Regions from separate parts of the Sus scrofa genome. Here regions 2 and 3 are each linked to region 1. The links are chromatin contacts, called in public HiChIP or PLAC-seq maps. All regions are on one chromosome and are shown on one strand. Each heading gives the region's core, a stretch centred on a gene start, on an enhancer-like site or on the middle of the called end of the contact. The rest is flanking DNA. Distances are from core to core; before and after follow the strand shown.

Region 1 (4,051 bases), core at 1,153-3,652:
TGTGGAGAGACACTTCCACATTGCTGATTCATTAACCAACAGACAACTGAGCACATACTAAATGCAAGGACAAGTGTTCAAGTCAAGGAAATGCAGAACACTTAGTCATAGAACCTCCTCCTTGGACCCCACAAACTCTTGGATAAATTATCAGATGAATGTGCTGAAATTATTGTGTGTATATATGTGTACTACCTAAGAAAACTGCCTCTGAGATATGCTCTTAAGTTGGTTCTTATCCAAACTGTCCTTTTCTACAACTGCCTAAGGAAAGAATGTAAAGAAGAAGGTCCAACTTCATGAAATATGAGGATAGGATTTGGAGAAGAAGAAGAGTTACTTAAAATTGGTCAGTATGTTGGAACACAGGATACTTTTATCTTCAGTGGAACTTTGAGCTCTTTCAAAAAACAAAAACAAAAACAAAAACCAATGTCCTGAAAGCTAAATAAAGCTAACTGGGCCTCTGATTCCCCAAGGTTCAGATTAAGAGCCCAACTCATCTGTAGACGTCTGGAGGAATAAGAGACTGGATTTCCATTATAAATAACCCCAGAGTATAGTCACTATCAATTTCTTTTGAAGCCCTTTAAGAAACCTGGGGGGAGGCCAGAGGATATGTACCCACTAGTCCAAGCCAGTCAAGCGGGGAAATGTCTAGAGCTGATTCCATTTTGCACAGCATTTACTGCTGCAAATCACAACAAAAGAAAGCAGCCATGGTGGCAGAAGTCATCTCCAGCTGGAGAGCCCTGTCATTAAAATTTCTCTTCTCTGCCATTCAGGCAACATGGCCGTGGCTTTCATCTTGCAGTATATTTGCATTTTCCCACCTCAGAAAACAGAAAGTCTTGGAATCAGAAGCTATGACATTCACATCCCAGTCCATCCAAGTACCAATCCTTGCCGCAGATGGGTTATCTTCCCTATCTGTGTGAGCTTCCTCATCTCCCTGTGTGGTTTACTTCACAGCATTCCTGAGTCACTCCAGTGACATGAAGGAGGTTAAAGAACATTCAGAGGTGATTGAACATCTCAAACATGAAGGAATCAATAACTTAAAATCTAAAAGGCTTTGGACACAGGTGACCTTTCCCATCGACAGGAAACAAAAATGAAACTAGTGAATGATGCACAGAAAACCACAGATACACACCCAGTCTACAGAGAATGGAACCCAAACTCACTCACTGGTTTTCAAGATCCTCCCCGGGATAGTTCCTTTGTTCTCCAATCACCTCTTTTCCTATCTCCCTTAACGTCTTCTATGGTCCAGGCAAAGCAATCGCCCAGTGACTCAGGGGCCCAGAGTATTGGCTTGTTCTTTAATATTTCCCTTTATTTCTTGGGTTAATTCCATCTCCTGGAATGTCTTTCCCCCCACATGTCTGCATATCCAAAACTGCTTAATTGCAGCCTTCTCTGAGAAGAATGCTGTCTCTGAGTTTCCCTGTTTGTACATCATCTTGACTTAATCTGAATATCCCTAGCAGTTTTATTTGTACCTCATATTCTAAAAGTGTTTATTTGCATAGATTTGTCTGTTCCCTCAGAAGGATTAGGTCTAATTCCTCTTTGTTTCACTTACCAGGGAAATTATAATAGCGAATGCTAAGATTTATTGAGCACTTAACAGGTGTGATCTCATTTAATCCTCACAGCTAACAGAGGATGTTGATACTGGTATTTTCCTCATTTTGCAAATAAGGAAACAGAGGCTCAGAATGGTGAAGAAAGTCACTTAAGAACACAGCTACTTAGTGGAGAAGTCAAGCTAGAAATTAGACCTTTCCAATCTAAATCCACGGTTCTTAACATCCATGCCTCCGCATCCTGCATGTTCTTAGCATAAGATGTACTCAGCAAATGCTTATCAACTGAGTGAATGAATGAAAAAATATGAGTCTTCAAGCATACATACTCCCATTCTATGCACAGAACTTCAAGTTCTCTTTCAGCTAATGGCCATTCAAGGAATATTTGCAGAGTTCATGATGGAAACAGTCAGTACAAGAGCAGATGTCAGGGAACTGCTAAGTCTAGAATGTTCTCAAAAGGAACCCCCTTCACTCATTCTTTCGACATTTACTCACCACAATTTATTCTTTTAGGCTTTATCAAAAGTCTGAGTTATACTGGGAAGGTAATATAGAATAAAGAATAAATCAGACATAAGTCCTGGTCTGTGGGTGCTTACATTTTAGGAAGATGAGAATTGACTGGTGTTTTTCAAGTCTGAGAAAGACCAAACATTGGCCAAGCAAAAATAATTCAAGCTCAGGGGATGACCAAAAAAACATTCAGAAGTGACCAGTAAGGTAAGCTTCATGCTGAACAGTGGGATCCTCCCCTTAAAGAGGAAACATAGCTGAAAATCATGAAGAGTGAGTGATGACTCACCCATCAAAACAGGAAGCTCTGTCTGGAAGACAGTGGCATCCAGGCGGCTGAAACCACGAAGCTCCTGCGCAAATACTTACCACAATCCACTTCACCCTTGCTGCTTGGGCTACAGACTGAGGAATGGAGACCCCATCACTGGCCAGGGCTGGAGGCTGGCCAGGCAGCACTGTGATGGGAGATCCCAGGCTCTCAAGGTCACTGCCTCACTCTCATGAAATCTTCCTCCTGGAGCCACTCTGCAAATTTGTGCATATAGGAAAGTGCAGACAATCACAACTCCTTCACTGAGTTGCTGTAAAGACCAAAGAGTTAATACCTGAAAGAGGCATACATTTAACCATGTCTGGCTTATAGAAGCACTCACTCAAGGTTAGCAATTTTTATTATACTTCTACCATTGATTCTGATGGTACGTTTGAACTGAAGAATCCCTAGTGAATTTTAGAAGGAAGAGAGGATGCTTACATTTCACGTGGGTATGAAGTAGGAGAGAAACCATACATCTTACATCTTATAATTACTTCATTGCTAAGATGATAGTGCTCTTACTGGCCTAGGGGCTAGCTTCTCTAAAATGCCTTACAATTGTCCTTGTCCTTTGTAGTAGAGCTCCACATGGATCATGACTTTCCATGTTTGTGGACTTTAATGGGGCCGTCAAATAATTCCACCAAAGCCACGCAGTTATATTTTCCCTCACTTCACCAGACCATTGCATCTATCAGAATCCATGATCTACTGTTGGTATTTAAATGTTACTCTAACCTAGAAAATAGGTGTTTCTTTTTTTAAGGCAAATGCTGATTTAACCCCTGTATTTCTTTCCTATTTAAAACCACAAATGTATATTTAAAAACACATACATGAAAGAAAAAACTTATTTGTGCAAAGAATTTATAACCAGATCCTGGACCTAACTCTACTTCAAGGGAAAAAAAAAAGTTCTGATTTTATATTTTGCAGATAGTCTTTTACTGTAAACATGTTTTAGTAAAAACAGCAGTTTAAAAAATTATGACTAATGAATAAATATTTTCAAAGTGCTATTATTTCTATTTCTTTATGTTTACCTATCAAATATTGCAACTCCACACCAGATGCTAGGGTCTTTCTCTACCCTGTTTTCTTTAAGATGCTTTAAACAAAAGAACACACCAGTAAAAGAGGGAGCTACTTCTCAAGTTGTCTGAAGAGATAACTCAATTGAATAGTCTAGGAATTTCCCCCAAACCCTCAAGTTTATTTCACACCAGAACTAGCCACAGAAAATGTTTGGGGCTTGTTGGTGGGCAGCAGAGCCCAGGAATGGGCTTGGGATATTCTAGGGAATGGTGGCTATGGTGAAAATAGTACAGGCTTTGGAGCCAGGAAGACTGAGACCCAAATCTTGATTCTGCCACACTGGCCAGGTGGCTTTTGAGCCTTTGTTTATTCATATGAAAAGCAATCATAATAACACCAACCTCACAGAACTAAATAAGGTATATAAAGGATTGGGCTAATAAGTTATATCAAGTGCCTAGAACATAGTAGATGCTTCATAATGAGCAGTTCTGATGAGAAGGATAATTTTGATATATTTGCATGCAGATATAATTGGATGGTGTTTGCAGTATATTTGGTAGTGGTTGTTGTATACTGATATCTT
Region 2 (4,051 bases), core at 574-3,073, 210 kb before region 1:
CCGAACAACATAGGTAAAATCATATCACAGCCCCCCCAATGCTTCTTAACCTTCATTTTCTTTATTTTTCAAGGCATGTATAACTCTCTAACATACTCTGTATTTTACTTTTATCTCAGTCTCTGTCCGAGTGCCTCAATTAGAATGGAAGCTTTAGGAAGGCAGGACTTTTGTCCATTTTGGTCACTATTGAATGTGCCTAGAAGAGAGCGTGGCATGTAGTGGGCAGTCCATAATGCATCATGGGGATGAGGGAGTGAATGAAATTCTTCTGGTGCTAGGAAGACATCTGTATATATAATATATATATTAAATTAAATACAGGATTGGGAGTTCCTGTGGTGGCACAGCAAAAAAGAATCCAACTAGGAATCATGAGGTTGCGGGTTTGATCCCTGGCCTTGCTCAGTGGGTTAAGAATCCAGTGTTGTTATAAGCTGTAGTGTAGGCTGCAGACACGGCTCAGATGTGGTGTTGCTGTGGCTCTGGCGTAGGCTGGTGGCTACAGCTCCGATTGGACCCCTAGCCTGGGAACCTCTATATGCCGCAATGTGGCGCTAAAAGGACAAAAGACACACACACAAAAATTAAAATAAAATAAAAAAAATAAATTAAGTATAGTATTAATTAATTTAATACTTGTAAAATATATTTAAAATGAACAGTTAATTGATATAATTAATTAAAAGTCTGTGATCTTGAAAAGAACCTTGAATTGACAGAGAAAGACAAATACAGTATGATATCACTTATATGTGGAATCTAAAAAATAAAACAAACGAGTGAATATAACAAAAAAGAATCAGATTCACAGATACAGAGAACAAACTAGTGGTTACCAGTGGCGAGAGGGGTCAGGGGGAGGAAATTAAGAAGTACAAACTATTAGATATAAAATAAGTTACACAGATATATATCGTACAACATGGGGGAATATAGCCAATGTTTATAATAACTATAAATGGAGCATAGCCTTAAATTTTTTTAAAAAAGAAACTCTGAATGGAGTTTGAGGAGTTGGTATCAATTCTGGCATCTTTAAAACAGATCTGCCGGGGAAGAAGCATTCCATCTCCCTGCCTGCGCATCTGCCCTTGTGAAATAGGTATAATGTCCCCTTTGCACCTTATAGGATTATCACGAGAGTCAAACAAAATATTGCACAGGGGTGTGTAAAAACTAAAAGGCAAATCGCACACACACTCAAACCCCAGCAGGAATAAAATACTGTTATATTAATGTTTAGTTATCACATAATGAAAGAATTTGAACGTGATCTTCCTTAACCAACAGTGATAGAAACTCATAACATGACAAGAGAGCTGGGTGTCCTGTAGGACTTAATTTTCATGTGCTACCGTGAGGCTGTCTGAGGAACTTATCTTATGAAACCCGAGTGTTACTTGGGAGCTTATCAGGAGTGTTTCATGAGGGGAAAAGAGAACAGAGCCTAGCCGTGTCATGGAATATTCCTTCCTTTCTTCCATTGCCCCCAGCCCGGTGCTGTTGCCTTTCTTGCTGTGTATTATTGACAGAGGAAATGCTGATTCATGGGTCTGAGTTACAGGAAACCTTGTTTCCTGGTGAAGAAACAAGCCTGGTGGTGCTGCCAGCCTCCTTCTCCGCCAGTTTCTGCCACAGGCCCTTCTCCCGGGGCCTGACTGACAAGGGGTAGAGCCAACTCGAGCTTAACCAGTGAAGTCACTTTCCCTTGGAATTGAGTTTAACACTCTGTTTCTCCAGACCCTTCAGCTCTGACTCCATGATACCTTTCCAGCTGGGTTCCCTCCCCGCCCCTCTTGCATCCTGAGCTGCAGCCACACATGACCACTCCCAGTCCTTTGTGAATGTCTTATATTTTCCAGTCTCAATGCTTTGGCTCACGATGTGCCCCAGCCTGGAATGGCCCCTGACCCAGTGTCGGTTCATTGAAATCCTACCCATGCTGCAGTTCTGCTCAGCAGCTACCTGCTATGTGAAGCCTGCTGGGTTTCCTTCTCTTTGTTTTTCTTCTTTTTAGTAGGGCTATTTCCAAATATGCACATAAGTGGACAAGCTGTATGGTGAAATTCTGGGTGCCCATCGCCCAGCTTCAGCAATGACCTGATTTCTTTGAAATAACACTTGATCCCTCCTTTTTTTGAACTTGTCTAGTAGCTCTTATGTTCTGTGCTTAATCCATGCTTCTGAACTGAGTTTGAAGAAGGTGAATTGAAGGATTTAGAATGCTCTGTTTACCCACCTGCCACAATGGGGAACCTGAAGCCCAGAGGAGGGAGGGGAGTTGCTCAATGTCCTAAGACAGGGAGTGGCAAGCTGAGATCAGAGTCTTCTGAAGGGCCTCGCGGTCTAAGTGGAAGATGCGGATAGTATTCTCATCACAAGTACATGCTCCTGGATCTCAAGCACTGCAGGAGTTCAGGTTAAGTGATTAGTAAGTGTGTGTTGAATGAATATATTAATCTTCTATCCAATTGATTAATACGATGACCTCTTAGGCTTTGCACAGAGCAGCCCCCTGGTCCTCTCTGTGCTGTAATCTGATATTAACATGCCAAAGATATGCATTGGAGATATCTGACTTAAATGGAGAGAAAAGCCATGTAAATTCTAAAGAACACTAAGAGTTGGTGAAAAGTGTATGTTGATAAATATTTTAAAATAAGTTCTGGGAGTTCCCGTCGTGGCTCAGTGGTTAATGAACCCCACTAATATACATGAGGACTCGGGTCTGATCCCTGGCCTCACTCAGGTGGGTTAAGGATCTGGCGTTGCTGTGGCTGTGGTATAGGTTGGTAGCTGCAGCTCCAATTCGACCCCTAGCCTGGGAACCTCCATATGTTGTGGGTGTGGCCTTAAAAAGACAAAAATAAATAAAATAAGTTCCGAGGTATTATTACATGGATTAGAATTCTGTAGCGGAAGAGCTGAAATGATCCTGAGTTAATCTGCACTAGAAAGTAGGAGAGAAATGGCCCTGAATTTTTTTTCTTAAATTCTGTGGTTTGGAGTACTTGTGCATTTGGTAATTTGGGAGGAAGGCAAGAAGAAAAAGTGTGGAAAGAGAGGGCAAAAACTAAAGAGCTGGTGGGGAAATAATGGCAGTTCTTCATCTTGATCCAGATGAGGCTCAAATCTAGGTTTTGGAAGGACAGCAAGAGGTCATCTGGATGTCCAGTCTGAGACACCCTGACTTTACTATGTCAAAAGGGAAGGAAGGATCTGGCCATCAGACAAAAAGCTGTGGCTAGTGGGGTGGGCAATAGAAAGGTGTGTGGATTTTCCTCATAAAATGGAGCTAAAACACAATTTGAGATCCTTTCCTTGAAAAAAATCTTTTGACTCAGGTTCTTGCGCAAGGTCAGGTTTAATCAGTACGTCACCCCTGCCGTTCTTTGGTAGGGCAAAATGGCTCGGGGAGGAGAGATGTAGGGGCTCTGACTGGGCATCTTTCAGGCACTCCATCTGTACTCTCTCATTGGCCCATCAAACCGGTGGCAGTTACACCATCACCCAGGTCCCAGGGAGGGTCTGAGTTTCACCTGAGTGAAAGTCAGAAAGGGCCTCACTAAGGCCATGACATCTGCCATTACTAGAAGCACAGGAGCAGTAATCCGATGGCATTGGAGAGGTCACCCTGAGGCGAGAGGGGAAGATAAGGAGACCAAGAAGAATTATTAGAATCCTGGGTTCCTGCGTCACATTTCGGTGTGAGCCAGAGACCCAGATGGGGAGACCGTAAGCAGGAATTCTGAAATGGCACCCCTTCCCTACATTTGTCTCTCTCTGTTGGTGTCCCTGGGATGCTTGTTATGAAAAGTGTCAGAACATGGAGTTCCTGTCGTGGCACAGTGGTTAACGAATCCGACTAGGAACCATGAGGTTGCGGGTTCAATCCCTGGCCTTGCTCAGTGGGTTAAGGATCTGGCATTGCTGTGAGTGGTGGTGTAGGTCGAAGACGCGGCTCAGATCCTGCGTTGCTGTGGCTCTGGCATAGGCTGGCAGCTACAGCTCCAATTAGACCCCTAGCCTGGGAACCTCCATATGCTGC
Region 3 (4,051 bases), core at 876-3,375, 160 kb before region 1:
ATCAGTCAACAGCATAGGTACCAAAGGGAGCATTTGCTCCTCTGTAGATCCAAATGGCCTCATGGATTTTAGCAGAGGAAAGACACTGGGCAGGAGCAGGGAGGAGGACAGGGCCTGAGCTTTGGAGATTAACAATCCCTCATGTAGGTCTAGCATTTATTCTTACAAAGCACTTTTGCATCCATTATCCAGTGAGATGGGCCAGGCAAGGGAAATCACCCACATTCTCCAGCTGAGAAAACTGAGAATCCAAGGTGAAGGGGACAAGGACACCCTAGTAGCCCGCAGTGCTGTATGTTCATTATAGGGTCCCCAAGGAGCCAGAGACGGGAACCAGGCCCCTTTGATCTGAACTTGAACTATCCCTCATCCCTTTCCACCCCTTTCTTCTCCTCCCTAGTCTTCCTCCTTCTCTGAGAGAAGAGGTACACTAAATACTTTAGTTATAGAAGATTTTTTACTTTTGATCCAAACTTTTTTCTGTGTTTCTTACTTGTTTAGTCATGAGAAGGCAAATCCTACCCCCAACTTCTCTTGAATGTGGTATTTAGCAGAGAACCACCAATGGATGTGTGTGACTGACTCTTTTCTGATGTGCAAAGCTCAACCTTGGGCTGAGGTGGGAGGTGGCAGGTAAGGGCAAGCTTCAATCCTGCCTGATTAAAGTTTGCACTGAGGCCGCAAGAGTAGTGTGGCTGATGCAGGTTGAGGAATGTCACAAGGGAGAGTTCACTGTGGGCTGGCGGTATCCAGGTATCCAGGGGAAACTTCTAGCAGGAGGTATCCCTTAATGAAGCAGCATCTTAAAGGGCAGGCCTGGGTTGAAGTGTGGGGAATGAGGTCCGGAGCAGCCAGAGGATTAAGGTCCAAAGTATGTGGGTTTTTTGTTTTTTGTTTTTTGTCTTTTGTCTATTTAGGGCTGTACCTGTGGCATATGGAGGTTCCCAGGCTAAGGGTTGAATCAGATCTGTTGCTGCTGGCCTATGCCACAGCCACAGCAATGTGGGATCTGAGCTGCACCTGTGACCTACACCCAGCTCATGGGAATGCTGGATCCTTAACCCACTGAGCAAGGCCAGGGATAAAACCCTCATCCTCATGGATATAGTCGAGTTCGTTAAGCACTGAGCCATGACGGGAACTCCAAGGCCCAAAGTTTTAAAAAGTGCAGAGGACATTGTAGGAAATTCAGTGAGACACGCCAGTCAGAAGCAGTGTAACTAATGTTGAAGGAACGCTTTTGAGTCCCACTGGGAAGGGCCTTTAAAGACCAGCCAAGTCACTGGAAGTTTATCCTGTAGGCAGGAGGAGTGTCTGAAGCTTTGTGAATGCAGGAGGTGTCGGAGAAAAATGGTGATCCAGGAAGCTCCTTTTAGCCAACTATGCAGGATGGAGAATAAGGAGAGTAGTTGGGAGAAGAAAGATCACAAGGAGCAAAGGACTCAGAGTCAGGAGGATGACTATGCTGCTCTCTTTGTAAATGTAGTCAGTCCTGCTCAGATACCTACATAACTATATAGGGTTGTCTCTGCTCTAACATAAACAGCTGCCTTGACAGCCCCTCTGGGAGGTCCTAGACACCACATTTGATGAGGTTAAAATGCTTTGTGCATGATACAGCTGCAGAACAAATGGGGGATAATGACCCAGAATGCGGTGGAAGCATGAGTCGGTTGGTGGCCCTGGGGTTGAGCAGTTGGGTGTTGAGTGAGAGGCAAGTCTCCATTTAGGGGGTATCTTCCCTCTGGAGGGATTTCCTTTTCCCTCCTTGGCATGTCCTGTGTCACCTGGTACAGACTGGGGGCTAGCAAAAGTTGGGGGCGTGTCGAGTTAGTTGTCAAGAGCTGAAGACCAAAAGTCCCCCGGGTCCCTAGTAACTTCCTCAAGGGAAAGAAGAAAAAATACACAGCCAGCTTTTCAATCGCAAGCTTGAAATAAAAATAAACCGTCAGGTTACTGTTTCGCAGAGTTGCCGAGTAATACTGGAGGGCAAGGAAGAGTCAGTTTGCACAAGGTGGTTGCTCAATGGAAAGGTCTTGCCAGCGGAGCTGTCCCGGAAGGTCCGAGCAGAAGTCAGCACGGCTGCTCTCGGAGCTGCTCATTGGAAGCCAGGCCTTGACCTCATAGAAAAGAGGGCTAGCACGAACGAGTGGGATGAAAAACTGCTGAAAAGTGACTGGGTTAGGAGGTGGGAGAGAACTTACTGGGCTTTCAGCCAGCCCTGGACTTCTAGTGGAAGCATTTCACAATCTCCTCCTTTCTCTGTGGGTTATGTCCTTGAATTGAACAGCCAGTGGGGGCTTCTTGGGTGAGTGGAAAGTGCACTGGACTGGGGGGGCCAGATCTCTGCATTCGGCTGTCCAGTGGTGTGACCCTCCCTCGCTGGGCCAGAGTTAGACTAACCTGCATGATCTCAGGGGCTCCCTTCAAATCTAGACTCCTGGGAGGTACAGGACTGGCCAGCCTGTCTCTTCAGATTGGAATTCAGAGGGGACAGCCACTGTGAGTGAACTGACCTACAGCCTAGAGCCGCTGAGTTCTGAGGCCAGGCTTTAGCTCTGGCCAAAATAGCAACACAGGGAAAGTTTCAAACGAGGTAAAGCTTGGGGCAGAAGAGTTTGCCTGCCGACCAAGGCTTGCAATTTGGATGAATCAGAAAGCTGGGATGACCTCTGAGTTCACCCACAGCAAGCTGTGGAGCTCCGTGTATCTAGGATTTCCCTAATCAATTCCATGTACGAGGGCAGCATCTTCCCTTTGAGCTTGGAAGAATATAAGCCAAAGATCATTTCTCTCCCACTCTCATTTGCCTTCCCCAAGTCTCAGAAAATAGGACCTCTTCCCTTCCCATTCTCCCACTTCCTGAGCAGATTGCCAGTGGTAAATGCAGCACTTTCTTTTTCCTACTCACTTCCCCTGTTCTTTCTGGTCACCAGGAATAGCACTAGTCCAGGCTTTGGGAAGTAGGATAATAGGGCATGAGGGCAAAGTTCACTGAGCTGTCCTATTGGTCCCTTTGGCTGCCCAGGCTGTGCTGTGTATCCACGTAGGCAGAATCCAAGGGTGAGTTGCTCTGTCTCAATTCTGGAGAGACCAGTTATTCCCAAGCAGCTCAGGCTCACCATCGACTTTCTTTGGCCCTCCATCCAGAGGAACACTGAATAAAAGAAATCTTTACGGTGTACCTGTGATTCATTTTTAGATGAGTCAAAGTATTCAGAGGTAGATCAGTTTCTGCTTCCAAGGAAGGAGACAGATTAAGTGGGAAAATCACGCTAAAACTATGCATAAGACGAGGATAGCCAGAGTACAGGGAGATTTCAAAAGAAGTAGAACTAGTTGTTGTTTGGGAGGTTACAGAAGGCTGTGTGGAAGGAAAGACTTAAGATAGACCAAATGCTGACAACATTATGATTATGGTTATTATGATAGCTAACTTTTGTTTCAGTTCTTACTATGTTCTAGGTACTGTGCTAAGCCCTTGTATATTATCTTAGTTTCCCTTCATGAAAGCCCTTCCTGTTTAGATAGCATCATTTTGTAGATGAAGAATATGAGGCTTAGAGAGGTTAAGTAACTTTCCCAAGGCCACCCAGCTGCTAAATGACTAGAGCCCATGGTTTTCCCAGAGGTATATGGTTAGGAGGTATTCCTAGTGGGAGATAAAGAATGACAGCTTGGAGGGAGAACACACAGCATAATTTGATGTAGAGCTAGGAGTGGGTGAGGACCAGTGGGACTAGAGGGCCAGTGGGGAGTTTGACCTTGTTCTGGAAGCTACAGGAAGACTTAGGAGTATTTGAGCAGGACATGGCATGATGAGAAGCTGGCTCTTGGAGTATTAATTTGGCAGGAGAGCAGGAGAACCACAAGAGGACTGAATATGAGGGGGCTGAGCCCAGAGAGGAGGGTGTAAACAGAGAGTGAGGAGGGCCTGAGTTAGGATGGCTGGGCTGGGGGGGAAGGAGAGGAGCAACCTGAGTCGGAGTGCCCTGCCCTCTGCGTTAACAGCAGAGCACAGAGAAGTGAGGACCGCCTCACTCTGGTGAGG

Evidence for each region. HiChIP or PLAC-seq counts read pairs in DNA pulled down with a chosen protein or histone mark.
Region 2: an H3K27ac HiChIP or PLAC-seq map of alveolar macrophages shows a contact between it and region 1. The contact joins two enhancer-like sites. A contact is called at or near these places in 1 of 47 Hi-C or Micro-C datasets (liver) and 1 of 2 datasets of contacts at active chromatin or transcription factors (alveolar macrophages).
Region 3: a contact with region 1 is called in an H3K27ac HiChIP or PLAC-seq map of alveolar macrophages. The contact joins two enhancer-like sites. A contact is called at or near these places in 2 of 47 Hi-C or Micro-C datasets (embryonic fibroblasts and liver) and 1 of 2 datasets of contacts at active chromatin or transcription factors (alveolar macrophages).

The regions. Positions count from the first base shown.
Region 1 is chr13:125,430,747-125,434,797 of Sscrofa11.1, reverse strand. It overlaps LOC106508010 (a long non-coding RNA gene), which reads right to left. Exons shown (of 7, transcript XR_001304509.2): 1 at 2,481-4,051. Among named protein-coding and RNA genes, the nearest start is that of BCL6, 43 kb to the right of the region's middle. Within about 2 kb of position 2,402, at least 7 of the 83 cell types and tissues checked have an H3K27ac peak or open chromatin away from gene starts, as enhancers often do. A contact at or near this core is called in alveolar macrophages, where this site is marked.
Region 2 is chr13:125,638,968-125,643,018 of Sscrofa11.1, reverse strand. No RefSeq gene overlaps it. Among named protein-coding and RNA genes, the nearest start is that of LPP, 140 kb to the left of the region's middle. Within about 2 kb of position 1,823, at least 20 of the 83 cell types and tissues checked have an H3K27ac peak or open chromatin away from gene starts, as enhancers often do. A contact at or near this core is called in alveolar macrophages, where this site is marked.
Region 3 is chr13:125,585,680-125,589,730 of Sscrofa11.1, reverse strand. No RefSeq gene overlaps it. Among named protein-coding and RNA genes, the nearest start is that of LPP, 190 kb to the left of the region's middle. Within about 2 kb of position 2,125, at least 22 of the 83 cell types and tissues checked have an H3K27ac peak or open chromatin away from gene starts, as enhancers often do. A contact at or near this core is called in alveolar macrophages, where this site is marked.